2 separate regions of the Oryctolagus cuniculus genome follow, and region 1 is linked to region 2. Evidence: chromatin contacts called from public Hi-C data. All regions are on one chromosome and are shown on one strand. The core of a region is the stretch at or near the end of the contact, and the rest is flanking DNA. Distances in the headings are between cores, read along the strand shown.

Evidence for each region. A called contact is a pair of places that touch in the nucleus more often than the background predicts.
Region 1: a Hi-C map of liver shows a contact between it and region 2, with 11 times the contacts expected there. The contact joins the promoter of LOC138844906 here to the enhancer-like site in region 2. A contact is called at or near these places in 5 of 6 Hi-C or Micro-C datasets (ear pinna, liver, psoas muscle and 2 more).

What each region holds. Positions count from the first base shown.
Region 1 is chr13:107,394,247-107,396,946 of mOryCun1.1, reverse strand. LOC138844906 reads right to left here and starts at 1,256. Exons shown (of 1, transcript XM_070054995.1): 1 at 138-1,256. The coding sequence starts at 1,256. The coding sequence ends at 138. It overlaps CREM (cAMP responsive element modulator), which reads left to right and starts at 22. Exons shown (of 4, transcript XM_070056173.1): 1 at 22-160.
Region 2 is chr13:107,333,242-107,335,941 of mOryCun1.1, reverse strand. The region is part of intron 2 of CREM (cAMP responsive element modulator); the gene reads left to right. Among named protein-coding and RNA genes, the nearest start is that of CCNY, 19 kb to the right of the region's middle. Within about 2 kb of position 1,306, at least 3 of the 8 cell types and tissues checked have an H3K27ac peak or open chromatin away from gene starts, as enhancers often do.

The DNA.
Region 1 (2,700 bases), core at 7-2,506, 61 kb before region 2:
GCGGTCGCGGAGTGGGGGAGGGGGCGCGGTGCCGCCGGCCGCGGCGCTACTTGTGGTTGGTGTCGGAGGGGAGGCGGCGGCGGCCGCCTCGGCGCTGACGTGGGGGCGCCTCGCGTCCGCAGCCAGTGACGAGTCCGCTACGTAAACGCCGTCGCGGCGGGTAAGTGGCGCGCCGGGCGGGCCCGAGACCCAGAGCCGGCGCCGCGGCGCAGGGGGCGGAGGCGGAGGCGGGGCGGGCCGGGGTCAGGGCGCCCGGCCGAGGCCCCCCGGGGGTCCCCTCGGAGCCGCGCGGACCCCGCCGCCCACGCCCAACCGCCGCGGCGCTGAGGCGGTCGCGGCCGGCGGGAGACGCCCGCGGCTCGGAGGGGACCCCGGCGGGGCGGCTCCGTCCCCACAGCCGCCGCCGGTCGCGCCGGGCCGCCCGGCGAGGGTCGGAGTTGGGGTCCGCGGAGGTGGGGGTCGGACTTGGGGTCCGCGGAGGCGGGATCGGACTTGAGGTCCGCCGGGGCAGGGGTCGGACGCGGGGTCCGCGGAGGCGGGGTCGGACTTGGGGTCCGCCGGGGCCGGGGGTCGGACTTGGGGTCCGCCGGGGCCGGGGGTCGGACGCGGGGTCCGCCGGGGCGGGGTCGGACGCGGGGTCCGCAGAGGCGGGGTCGGACTTGAGGTCCGCCGGGGCGGGGGTCGGACTTGGGGTCCGCCGGGGCGGGGTCGGACGCGGGGTCCGCAGAGGCGGGGTCGGACTTGAGGTCCGCCGGGGCGGGATCGGACGCGGGGTCCACCGGGGCGGGGGTCGGACGCGGGGTCCTCGGGGGCGGGGGTCGGAGGAGGGGTCCGTGGAGGCGGGATCGGACTTGGGGTACGCCGGGCGAGGGTCGGATGCGGGGTCCGGAGAAGTGGGGGTCGGACGCGGGGTCCGGAGAGGTGGGGGTCGGACGCAGGGTCCGCGGAGACGGGATCGGACTTGGGGTCCGCCGGGGCGGGATCGGACGCGGGGTCCGCAGAGGCGGGGTCGGACGCGGGGTCCGCCGGGCAAGGGTTAGACGAGGGGTCCGCAGAGGCGGGATCGGAAGCGGGGTCCACCAGGGCGGGGGTCGGACGAGGGGTCCGCAGTGGCGGGATCGGACTTGGGGTCCGCCGGGCGAGGGTCGGACGCGGGGTCCGGAGAGGTGGGGATCGGACGCAGGGTCCGCGGAGACGGGATCGGACTTGAGGTCCGCCGGGGCGGGGGTCGGACGCGCCTGCACCCCCGGCTCCATCCTCCGGGGGAGCGAGCTGCTTTTCCCCTAGAGGAAGGAACGCGCGTGGCACAGCGGTGCGTGAAGCCCCTGGCGGCCCGGGAGTGGCTCGGAGCCGGGCGCATGGACGCGTGGGCCGCCGACACGGGCGCTTCTCTGTCCGTTTTTCGTGTTGCCCCGAAAGTGAGCGCGGGTTCCCCGCTGATGGACTGAACCTGCTCCGGCTCCTCTGTGGGGACCAAGTGGCCTGCGCTCGGGGCCACTGCGGCCGCTTGGTGGACAGCACGGAGCGCGTCCCGCGGTGAGCACCGGGGCGGGGTCCTGCACGGACGCGCGGCCAGCTCGCCAGTGTCCCGGCGCCGCCCCGAGGAGCTGCGGGTTCGGAGCCCTTGCTGTCCCGGGCCGCGGCCCGCATTCGTCCCTAAGGAGAAGCCTGGGATGCCTGACTCGGTGAAGCGCCCTGAACTGATGGGTTCCGCTTGTAAGAGGCAGCTTTGTGAGTCACAAATCAGCGGTGCAAAAGCGCATCTCCGAGAACACACGTGGTCCTTACGCGCGTAGAGACGAACGTTTCGTGATTCCTTGTGGAGGACACGGGAGGGATTGAAAGTGGAAACCGCAGTAGATGAGCTCACGGCATCTCTGACGCCTGAGAAAGCAAACAGGAAAACCCAAGGCTCGCGTTCCTGTCCTCATGACAATAAGTCTTACGGCGTAATTCAGCTGTAGCATTCACAGGGAAAGGTGAGCCCACGGCCGGCTTTCCTGGGCGCGTCTGCGAGACGTATGTGAAACTGCTTTTGTAAGCAGAGGAACTGTACAAGCTATGAGTTATTCGGGAGTTTTGCTTAAATAACTGTCTCATTGGAGAGTAGAGGTGTTTGCCTCTAAGAGAGCTTTAGAAGCTCTTTTTTTTTTTTTTTTTTTTAGATTTATTTATTTATGTGAAAGAATTAAAGAGAGAGATCTTCCATTTGCGGGGCCCCAGGTGACCACACCGGGAGCCAGGAGCTTCATCTGGGTCCCACGTGGGTGCAGGGGCCCAAGCACTGGGGTCAGGGGAGCTGGATTGGAAGGGATTCAGCTGGAACTCGAACCGGTGTCTGCCCAGTGTAGACGTGGGCTGACCCACTGCTGCAGGCCTGGTCCTGAAGCCCCCTCCTGTGAAGGTTTCTGAAACCCCTCCCCTCTCCCCAGCTGGGGAGCATCATCGGGCACGTTCTCTCCAACTGGTGCGCACATGGGTGCCGGCGCTGTAGGCGGCAGCTGTACCCGCTAGGCCACAGCTCAGCCCTGGGGCGTGTTCTCTCAACGGTAGTACAGCCAGGCCAACTACATGGCAAGGCTCTGGGAAACTTTAAGAGTGGTGCTAATGTGATTTCAGTATTTTACTTGAGAGTAAAAGTTTATAAGATAAACTCCCTTCAAAGTTATCTCAGTGAAGTTTTAAAAAATAAAAAGCAGA
Region 2 (2,700 bases), core at 57-2,556:
GCCGCAAGGCGGAGGATTAGCCTAGTGAGCCGCGGCGCCGGCCTCTGCGTGGTTTCTGGCAGTCACACGCGTGCAGTGTTGAGTGCTTAGACATCCTGGAGGAAGTGCAGCAGTGGAGGGGGCGCAGCCTGGCCACGCCTGCCGGGAGCCTCAGGAGCAGGCCGGCTTGGGGAGGGGGGCGAGAAGCCCCTGCCCCTGCGTGTGGTTTCTGAGCTCCCGCCACAGTGGACGTAGGGAGGTGACGCAGGAAGTCAGGAAGACCATGTGAGAATGCTTTTATTCAAGTAACGCGCTCAGCGGCACAGGTATCTTCATAAGCCAAAAAGCAGTCAAAGCACTGAGTCACCGCTTGCGGGGTGCTGAGGATGGCTCTACTTCGGGAGCACGGGGATGGTCCTTCAGCCGGAGCTGGTGCCTCTTGGCCTCCTAGTCTGGCGCGTGGGGTTTTGTAGGGCCAGTCTGACAAGCGTGCATTTTGAGATCATCTGTGATTCTCCACCTTCAAGGTTTTAAGTGACGGTACACTTTGAAAAGGGACACCTTACGTTATCACTCAGTAACTTGTTCTCTCCAGGGGTAGAACTGTACTCTAGAGTTTAGGGGTTTTTAGTAGGCTGATTTTTGTACAATAAGGAATAAGCGGTGTGCGGGAAGGGAGGCCCCGGGGACGATGTGTTTGTGGGTGTTCGGTGCCTGCTAACGAAGCCCGATGTAAGCTTGGTTTGGAACGCTGTCTTTCAGCACTTGAGGAAGGGGAGAGGAGGGGAGCTGACAGGTGCCAGGCACTGTCTAGACACTGACACACAGCACAGGGTTTGTTGTGAGTACCAAATGAGATAATGTATCCCCGTTTTTCAGATGAGGAGACTGAACTTGTCCCAAGTCACATGGCTGGTAAGTGGCGGAGCTGGACTAGAACCCAGGCTCCAAATCCCATGCTTTTCTGCTGTGCCGTGTTTAACGCTTGCCAAGAGAGGTATGACGTTCATAACCAGAATGGAGGGTTCCAGGAATCTCCTTCCACAACATGGTTCACACTAAGCCTAAGTAACTTTTTCGTGTTCTGATTAGAACTTGCCACGGGAGACATGTGCATGCACAGTGCACCCGGGGGCGGGTGGACACGCGGAGCCTTCTGTTAGGAAAAGACCCTGCGGGAACACACGAGTCTGGAAGCTTCATCCAAGCGTCCCGGATGACCGAGCTGGGGCGAAACCTTGGGGAGTTCAGGTTTTGCCTCGTGGCGCTCACATCACCTCATGCAGCGCCTGCTACACACCCAGCACTGTGCCAGACCCTGGAGGCATCCAGGGGGCATCCAGGGCACAGGGGCCGCATCCCCGGCTGGCCTTAGAGCTTGTGCTGGCCCGAGAACAAAACTGGTGTGTCAACAGCTTCTTCTCACGTCTCCCTTCAGTCGGGAACTTTTAAGCCCCCATTGATGAAAACAAAAATGAAACTTTAGGATTAAAAAACAAAACTCGGAAACCCTGAGCAGTTGGATGGGACAGGGGTTGGCTTTTATGAGGGGACAGGGAGAAGCGTGGCTCTCTGATCCTGGGTTCATCCTCTTGGAAACTGAACCTAAGATAAGCGCTTTTTAAAATAACTCATTTTAAAAATAAAACTTTTTGACATTTAGACTTCCTCCAAACCAGAGATTCTCACTGCCCATATCTTTTTAGTGTACTTAATCACAAGATTATATTTGAGTATTTGGAAGTTCTCCAGTGCCCATGAGAAGTACACAGACTCCTTGGGACAGAAACTCCTACTACTTCCTACTAACTTACACCAATTCTTACTTCTGGCTTGAAATCATGAGCTGTAATCTTTGATTTTTATAGAAGGAAATCAAGCGAATATATATCTGAAAAATTATAACAAAGCCCAGTTTGTCACCTAACGTCTCCTAACTAATACAGCCAAAACCACCACCCTGTGCAAGTCCCTGTAGGGTGACGACTTTCTGAGCGACTGCTCTCGCGTGGCCATCAATCGGCCTTTTGGCCAGATGGCTCCTGCCCCGGCACCTGGGCTTTTGGAACCAGGCAGAATGTTCTGTCGAGCCGTTTCTGGTAAAGACAAAACCAGTGGGTGAACTTCACTTTTCGTCCGTGAAGTGTTCCCAGCGCCCCCTTTCTCCCCTTTCCAACAACGGATGCCCTCAGCCTGGCCTTGGCCTGTCTCGCAGGCGTTCTGCTCTGACTGGCGGGTGCAGCGCCTCTGCACCTCTCTGTCCGCGTCCCTGCACTTCCCGCAAATGTCGGCACGGGCGCGCCCACTGCTCAGGCGTCACTGGCCATTGTTCCCGTTTTAGAAAGCCAGCGGCCCCCAGTGCCGCCCTTGTTGCAGCCCCCTGGACGTGGGTGAGGAGAGGCGGGGAGGCGGGCCCTCTGCCTGGTTTCCTGTGACGGTGGCGTGCTTGAGACTCTAAATATAGTCTCAGTTCCCTCACAGCTGGTTTTCTTCTTCAGCGCTGCCACACTACAGCGCGCAGTGAGACATGCGTGCAGACCGCACTTCAAAAAGTTACCAAAACAAATGCACTCTTTCTCTGTTTTTTGCTGGGGACCTTTAATCACTCTGTATCAACATTGTTTTAAAAATGACACACAGAGGAAGAGGCAGGCAGCCCTATAAATAGTAATTTTTTTTATTCATTCTGCAAAGGCCTTTAAGTGATCTCTCCTCCAAGCC